2 separate regions of the Danio rerio genome follow, and region 2 is linked to region 1. The links are chromatin contacts, called in public HiCAR-type maps. All regions are on one chromosome and are shown on one strand. The core of a region is the stretch at or near the end of the contact, and the rest is flanking DNA. Distances in the headings are between cores, read along the strand shown. Region 1 holds the start of efna1a (ephrin-A1a). Region 2 has its middle 26 kb from the start of trim46b.

What was found. HiCAR-type assays count read pairs that join an accessible place to other places.
Region 2: a HiCAR-type map of caudal fin shows a contact between it and region 1, with 4 times the contacts expected there. The contact joins the enhancer-like site here to the promoter of efna1a in region 1. A contact is called at or near these places in 5 of 18 Hi-C or Micro-C datasets (embryo and hematopoietic stem cells) and 2 of 4 datasets of contacts at active chromatin or transcription factors (caudal fin and embryo).

What each region holds. Positions count from the first base shown.
Region 1 is chr19:9,537,439-9,542,055 of GRCz12tu, forward strand. efna1a (ephrin-A1a) reads left to right here and starts at 2,555. Exons shown (of 5, transcript NM_200597.2): 1 at 2,555-2,836. The coding sequence starts at 2,739.
Region 2 is chr19:9,630,767-9,635,383 of GRCz12tu, forward strand. No RefSeq gene overlaps it. Among named protein-coding and RNA genes, the nearest start is that of trim46b, 26 kb to the right of the region's middle. Within about 2 kb of position 2,500, at least 3 of the 62 cell types and tissues checked have an H3K27ac peak or open chromatin away from gene starts, as enhancers often do.

The DNA.
Region 1 (4,617 bases), core at 1,305-3,804:
ATGAAAATACAGTAGTTCATTGTTAGTTCATGTTAACTCATGGTGCATTAACTAATGTTAACAAGCATGGACTTGGATGGTAATAATGCATTAGTAAATGTTCAATTATGATAAATAAATCCTGTACATGTGTTGTTCATGATTAGTTCATGTTAGTAAATGCATTAACTAATGAACCTTATTGTAAAGTGTTACCATGGATTTATAAGGTTATAAGAGCAATGTAAACCCTATACGCTTTTTACTATTGCCATACTGACACACAATATCCAGAGCCTGAAATAAAAGCAATAAAACGTCTTAATATCAAAATGAAGAGATTATTTAGTCTTAAATAAAAGATCTTTCATTAGTTCGAACAGAGTTAAAAACGATGGTGTGTTTCCTGAAATACTTCTGTATGTATATACACTCACTGGCCACTTTATTAGGTACACCTTACTAGTACCTGGTTGGGCTCGTTTTTGCCTTCAGAACTGCCTTAATCTTTTGTAGCATAGATTCAACAAGGTACCTCAGAAATTTTGGTCCATATTGACATGATAGCATCACGTTGTTGCTGCAGGTTTGGCGGCTGCAATCAATGATACAAATTGGAGTTAATGTTGCCTTACTATCAGCTGGAACCAGTCTGGCCATTCTCCTCTGACCTCCGCCATCTACAAGGCATTTGCTCCCACAGAACTGCCGCTCACTGGATATTTTCTCTTTTTTAGACCATTCTCTGTAAACCCTAGAGATGGTTGTGCTTGAAAATCTCAGTAGATCAGCAGTTTCTGAAATACTCAGACCAGCCCGTCTATTAACCATGCCACATTCAAAGTCACTTAATTCACCTTTCTTTCCCATTCGGATGCTCAGTTTGAACTGCAGCAGATCGTCTTGACCATGTCTACATAAACAAATGCATTGAGTTGCTGCCATGTGATTGGGTGATTATATATTTGCACTAACGAGCAGTTGTACCTGTTAAAGTGGCCGGTGAGTGTGTGTGGGTTGAGTATATCCATCTAAATTGCTTATTAAGTAATTTAAATATTTCACTCAATACTATTTAAAATTCGTGTGAATCTAAATGCATAGAAAAAATAAATTCAATTCTTTTCATTCTTTAAATTTGATCCAAATAAGACATTATAGCATATGTATATGAATATTTTTTTGAGTAATGACATCATATTTCTTACTCAATCTATTGTTTTTCACATGCTTAAGCATGTTCAATCATCTTTAAAAATGTAACCTTTTTAGGTGGAAAATATAATTATTCTGCAAAATATATTTACTCTGCTTCTTTGGATTGATTAATCCAGACCTGTTGAATTTATTTACAGTATTTGAGGCAAGTAAATTATAAGTAACTGTAATTAACTTGCAAAAAAATAAATAAGTGATATCTTTTTTTGATAAAAAGTAATCTAATTACAGTAGTTAATACTTAAAGCCAACACTGCGCATATCAGGCTCACTATTAAAAGGGGAGATAAAGGAGATTTGAGCCCCATGATTTGCTCCGTGAGTGGGGCTTGAATTTTGCATTAGCATTCAGCAGAAGTAATGCTGTTTTGACAAGAGTGCTAAAACGCCTGCTGGCTCTTCTTGAATCTGTCAACAGTCAGTGTGTATTGTGCAATACACAAACACAACTGTTTGTGTGTGATAGTGAAACTAGACTAAAAATGTAAGGTGCACACTGGACATTTTACTAAATCAAAATGTCTTAAATATATGTGGATACCAAATGTGTGGACAGCAAACTATACACTAAAAGTGCTAGGTTGTTTTAACCCAAGTTTTAGGTATAGGCTAAAAGTATGAACGACCCCAAAAACATGTTCAGTTTAGATTTTTAAAATTATTTATTATTATTATTATTATTATTATTATTATTATTATTATTATTATTATTATTATTATTATTATTATTATTAATAATAATATTTAAAACTGTCTAAATATTCATATTTACCTAAATGAGGAGGATAGAACACCATAAAACATGACCCCTTTATTGATATGTAATGCAATGGTTTGGTTTCATGTGGGAGGTTAATCACTTGTAGCCTATTCAGTGGATTAAATATCAGTTGAATAGGACATCAAATAAAATCAGACCAAATTGGATTGACCAAAGACTAGTCTAACTTGCATTTCGAGTATGTGTGAAAGTGTTAATGGCTTGTTTTTATCCGAACTTTGTTGATTGGGAAGATGAAAGCATTTATGCCCTATGTGTTAAAAAGCCCTTACGGACTATCAACACCTATCCAGTCAGACTGAATGTCTGGGAGTGAATCGATACAAATGTTTATTTTTTTTTCCATATCATATTATGTTCCATAACTCTGTCGAATTTCTAAGAACACTTTGTCACAGTCTAATCGGAAAACATGTTTACAATCGATTCCCCAACCTCAGACTGAGCTACAGTATCTGTAGAGGGCGATCGACTGCCTCTCCTTCATAAAGAAGGAAGCCTGGGTTCTGATTGGCTGCAGGGCGTGGCTTGCGTGGAGGCGTTTCCACAAAACCAAACTGCGACGTGTAGAAAGTTTCATTCAGTACTGACTAGATAGATAATAGACGCGGATCTCTTGATTCAGTATTTGCATTACAGCTACAACCTGCATATTAACTAACTTGAAAGCAGTTTGCATCCACTGCACAGAGATTTAGAGGAAACTTTACCAGTTGCTGGTTATTTTCTTCATTTTGGATTGATTCACAGAAGGTCTATAATGGATCTGGTGTGGCTTTTATACATTGCAGCGAGTATCTGCGCTGTGTTCGCCTCAGCTGAGAGACTCACTGTTTTCTGGAATAGTACCAACTCTAAGTAAGTACTCATTTGTACCACATGTTCCTTTTGCAGTGCATTTCATATTGTAATTTTGCTTGCAATGTTATAATTACTCTGATAGGACGGCTAATCATTTTATTTTTTACTTCTATTTATATGTATATATATATATATATATATATATATATATATATATATATATATATATATATATTGCAAATTACAATGTTATTTGGTAACATATCCTATCTAATCTATGTGTGTGAGTATTAATTTGTATCGTAATATTGTTTTAATGGTCAGTGGATTTGATAGCTCCACTAGAGTTGGAGTCTCGTGTTTGTTTACACTGCAGACGCATTTTGACGTTGCAGCGTTACATCTTTACCTGTAACAGATTACATAATCCACGCACACTTATTCGCGTCATAATCTGTCTACTACCAATCACCTGAATATGTCGTGTGTGTGTGTGTGTGTTTGTGTGTGTTTTTTTTTACATTTGTGCATGTGATCCAAAAATAAGCTTCTTTCTTTGAAGATGCTTTACTGGGTGTGTGCTACGTTCTTGTACACACCTTAACAGGAATAAGTAGACCAACAAACTGACGTATGGACGTGAATACATTTAATGTAAATAACTAGTTAACATTCACAGTATACAGTATAGGTTATGCATGTGGTCAATTATTTGTTTGATTATACCCGACTGAATTGGAAATGAAGAGGAAACTCACAGGAATGTTTTGCTTTTTGACGCACAAGTCAGTGAGGTGTTGAAATAGGTGCTGAGTGACTTTTCCGATGACTGATAAACGCAAAGCAGATGACTAAATCACTGCTAAACTCAAATTGCCTATACAAGTCAGACGCGAGTGAATCAATTTAGAATTTTTATAGTGATTCGGTTGAACCGACTCAGCGAGTGTTTTGCGATGAGAACGTTGTTTCAGCGTAATAATGTATGACACGTAGTCTGTCAAAACACTATCTAATTACGTTATGCCTATTTAGCATTTAATTAACATGTAATTAAGTTTTAGTAGGCAAATTACATGCATTTATGTTTAAAATATATAGATAAGCCGAAAAGAAAATGACTGAATTTTCTCAATAGTAATTTATCCATATACAGTTGAAGTCAGAATTATTAGCCCCTCTGGACTAGTAGCCCCCCGGTTTATTTCTGTTTAACGGAGAGAAGATTTTTTTCAACACTTTTCTAAACATTATAGTTTTTATAACTCATTCTTTATAACTGGTTTATTTTATCTTTGCCATGATGACTGTAATTAATATTTTACTAGTTTTTAAGACACTTCTTTACAGCTTAAAGTGACATTTAAAGGCTTAACTAGGTTAATTAGGTTAACTAGCCAGGTTAGGGTAATTAGACAAGTTATTGTGTATCGATGGCTTGTTTTGTAGACAATCGGAAAAAATAAAGCTTAAAGGGGCTAATAATTTTGACCTTAAAATGTTTTATTATTATTATTATTATTATTATTATTATTATTATTATTATTATTATTATTATTATTATTATTAAAAGCTCATTTTATTCTTGCCAAGATAAAACAAATGAGACTTGCTGCAGAAGAAAAAACATTATCAGACATACTGTGAAAAGTCCCTTGCTCTGTTAAACATAATTTGGAAAATATTTTTAAAAAGAAAAAAATCCATTAATTCTGACTTTATCTGTATCAGTAAATGAATTGTCCCTCCAAAAATGTGTTAAATATTGAATGATTTTGGTAAAGAAGACTCTTTACCAAGAAGATGTAAATAGAGTTATTAAAGTTTCTTTCCTGATG
Region 2 (4,617 bases), core at 1,250-3,749, 93 kb after region 1:
TAATAGCAATGCATTTTTTTAATGCGTTGTTTCCTGTTTGATGATTGCGGGAGGGTTTAAAATTTGAGATTTACTGCTTAAAAAGTATTTCAGGAAGGGTTTTCCATTGGGAGGTTATATGAGAGATAGTCTACTGTATGTTTAAGTTTTCATAATTTTAATTGGTTTATTTTTGATCCATTTCTGTATAGAGAACAATATTAATTTAACAAAAATAAAATAAATTTATTCATTCATTAATTTTCGTTGGGCTTGGTCCAACGCAATCTCATGGCAATTCGTAACTTTTTGATTTGGTGGCTAATTCGTATGAATTCGTACAATTTATTTTGTACAATGTAGAACGATTTGCTCATTACCCAATGATGGTTGGGGTTAGGGGTGGGCTTGGGTGCCACGCCTCCTTTTTAATATCGTACATTTTTGTACGACTGAACTCATACAAATTCGTACGAATTTGCCACTAATCCTGCAAAACGTAAAATACTTATGTTTCCTTGTGAGATTAGGCTGGCTTGGTCCCAGTGATAAGCACAGTTACTCAGCAAAATTAACGTTAAAGTGAGCGGCGTTCGTCTGACCAGTCCATTTGCGTTAGCACCCTCCCAATGAAGATTGGACGAAATAGCCAACCATCCAGCCCGAAATATACAACTATACTATACATTTATGCAACTAAATATACATCTCATTGAAACTTTAAGTGTTTTTACAAGAAAGAAGTTCTACATGTCTTTGGAGGCCAACACTTTTTCTGTGTGGTCATGTGCAAGTAATAATGTTCCATGATAACCAAAACTTTGCAGTGCTAAAAACTGAGGTTCTGCCTAGCCAAAGACAAGGAAAGAAGACGTATCTATACAAGGCCTGGGTAATTATCAACAAGCAAAACAACTACATTCTGACAGCGAACTGCACCTGTACGACAGGGTATGTGAACGACATGTTTACATTTCTTAGGATTCAGTGTCTGCAGTTTAATTCACCATATTTAACTGTTTTTGCCGAAATCATTGCTGTAATCAAAAACGAGTAATGAATAAGATTCAGCATAGTGTGAACTTACCTGATATGAAATGAGAACTGCAAAGTCGAGCATTTTTAGCACCCGGGCTTATTGTGGAAATGTAGCCCCGCGGACGTTTCTGCAGACTGTGAGATATGTCCCGGGAGGTACATATTCGAGCGTTTTTTGTTTTCGCGGATCTGCGAGAGGCCGCTGTGCGCGCTTTTTCGCGTCTCGGCCGCCTCTCGGGAGCGCGCGGTGTTCGCGTCCGCGCTGTTCTCGCGCGAAAAGCCGCTGGATCGGCCGACCCGGCCGCCCTCCTCTTCCTCCTCTTTTTCCTCCTTCCCTAAACCCGAGCGACGGTTTGCAAAAGCCGTCCAGAAAAAAAACTAAAAAGCAAAAGCCCTTGTCTTCGATTAAGACCGTGTTTTCGGATCCCGCCGCGTTCTCGCCCTTATTTTTCGGATTCTATTTTTCGTCTTACCTGATTTCTGGAACCGCTGTTCCCTGGACTCGATCCCGGTCGTCGTTCCCGTGGCCGGCTCCTCCTCCTCCGCTCCTTCGACGCAACGCTGTGAGCTAAGCGGACAAACTGGTTGCATCGGGAAAGCCCTCCACTCGGAGGCGAGCCGTCAGCTCCAACTCATCCATAATGAGTGTATGGATGTTTCCCAGTACTGGGTTGCAGCTGGAAGGGTATCTGCTGTGTAAAAAATATGCTGGATAAGTTGGCGGTTCATTCCGTTGTGGCTACCCCAGATGAATAAAAGGACTAAGCTGAAGGACAATGAATGAATTAATATTAATTTAGAAAACTTTACTGGCCATTAACAGTTTAGGCAAACATTACAATTTCTCACCCTCCTGTTATTTCAAACCTTTGAGACGAACCTTTGGGTGAATTGGGTGAACTACATTGGCTATAGTGTGTTCAGGGGTTTTGCAGTACTGAGTTGAGGCTGGTAGGGCACCCGCTGCGTAAAACAAATGCCGGAATAGTCGGTGGTTCATTCCGCTGTGGCAACCTCTGAATAACCAAAAACTGAACCAAAGGAAAAAAAATGAATGAATGATTTTAGGCACTCAAACCAAGAGCATTTTAGTTGACATGCTACAATAGTTTGAAATCAGTTTTGATGCGAATGTCTAAAGAAAACAATATTTAACATCTCTTGATTAAAACCCTATTTGTGTAATAGGGTTTTAGCCAATGTATACACATCTGTACATCACTATCCTTTTTATCTTTCGTTTTTTTTTTTTTTTAGAAACAAACAGTTCAACCGCTCTTTGATAGCATTTTTAGATCCATCCACACACTCCATGAAACTCAATCCTACAATTAGTCAATACACACTGCGGCGAGTGAAATCAAAATATGAGCCTGCCGTGGTCTTTACCCTACAATAACGGAGTATAACCACCGTCTAGCCCTCCCTTCTAGTCTAGTCAGCTAGAGGAGGGCGCAGATGGCAGCAACCAGGATATAGACCTTCAACAGCTGGTACGGGTCTAAGCTCATAACGAAACGGATCAACGGGTACGACCAGCCACCGCGACTACGGACACTTTACAAATATTCTAGTCTGTGGTGCTTTGGGGAAATGGCTGGTCTTATTAAATGAAAATCACTGAAGGTTAAGCAGCTGCAAAGCTTCTGAGGTATTTAAAAATCCCCCCCCCCCCTGACTGCGCATAAGACTTCCTGGTGCGGATTAGAGGCTGCAGCTACATGTGGTGTTGTGGCTACATACCTTCAGTCAGTCAAAACCCAATCTGGTGCTGAGTTTTCCCTCTCTTCCCAGCCTGAAGAAAAGTGGATGATGGAGAGTGGGAGGAAAGAGAAAGAAAGAGATCAACATGAAGATAGCAAAGAGAGAACTTTTGGAGAATGATGGGACAGATCAGCAGTTTAGATGAAAGCAGAGATGAAAGAAGGAGGAAATCAAGTTAGAAGACGCACAATCTTTAAGACGTATCACCCTGAGCTCTTATTGAGCATCACACACACAAAGGCAGCGATTTTACTGTAGGCAGAAAAGGTGTGAGTGTATGCTTGTGTTACTTACATTGTGGGGACCAAATTTCGGATCTTCTGAGGACATTTTTTCAACCCCCACAAAAAAAATGTACACAGAATAAAGTGTTTTAAATGTTTAAATAGACATTATCTTCTTTGAGGGATAGATTTAGGAGTAGGTAGATAGAATATACAGTTTCTATACAAATCATTATCATTACGTCTATAAAGATAGCTGTACAAGTATGTGTGTGAATGCTAAAGAGAGAGAGGTGACATTCTTTTCCATTTCTGTCACCAGAAACGTGAGCCAAAAGAGAAATCTGTGCTTTTAAAACTGAAATATTACTGCGACGTTACATTCCACCGGAGGAACACATTGGCTAACCCCTCCTTTGGCTCATAGTCTCTCAAAGGGTCTGTCTAAGCTGAAACATACCTAACCACTCCACTTTCTGGTTTCTAACCAATATGGCAGCAATTAAAGACATATGTGGATTTTCATATATGAAGCTCTCCGAAGCAGCATTTACCAATGTGCATATCTGCATTGCATCAAAACTCACATGGGCCTGTTTGGCTCATTTGAATTCTGACTAATATGATATTGAAAGTAAAATTGGGTCAGATAGCATGCATGTGAAATGAAAAGCGGTGATTTAGAAGCCTCATTAGTGCTCTGTCTAAAAGTGCTCAACTGTTTCGACCCAAATTTGGATAAATACGATTGGGTTAAAAGCTGACTTCAAAAATTTAAATCAACCACTGGGTTTGTCTATATTTTACTCGAGTTTGTGCTAAAATGACCTAGCGTGTTCTTAGGTTTGGAACCACTTAAGGGTGTGTAAACTGACGTCTGCTATACTAAATAAAGAGTGGGTTATATTAGCCCAACATAGGGTCAAATATTGACAAACTTAAAATCTGGGTTAAAAAATAGATATTTTTAATCGTATTGAAAAAACGCCTCACAGCAAGAAGGTTGCTGGTTCGAGTCCCGGCTGGTTGCCATTTCTGTGTGGAGTTTGCATGTTCTCCCTGTGTTCGCGTGGGTTTCCTCCGGGTGCTCTGGTTTTCCCCCACAGTCCAGATACATGTGGTATGGGTGAATTGGGTAGGCTAAATTGTCCGTTATGTATGTGTGTAAACGGGAGTGTATGGGTGTTTCCCAGTGATGGGTTGCAGCTGAAAGGGTATCCGCTCCATATAACATGATTGATAAGTTGGCGGTTCATTCTGCTGTGGCGACCCCAGATTAGTAAAGGGACTAAGCCAAAATGAATGAATGAATGAATGAACTAACCCAGTAATTGGGTTAAAAATTTCTTAATTGTAACCCAGAAGTTTGTCCATAATAAATTCAAAATACACTCTAATTAGAATGTTGGGTTGTATTATCTTAACAATGGCTTATATATTCACTAACCCAGCAGCTGGGTTAAAAATGCATATTTTTTTATTTAAACAAGTTGGATTTGTCTATGTTAAAACAACCCAGCAAGTTTTAAGGCTTGAAATAATTCAAGTAAAGTAAATCAAGAGTGAACCTGCAGTCTACACTCTAAAGAGAATATTGGGTTGTATTATCTTA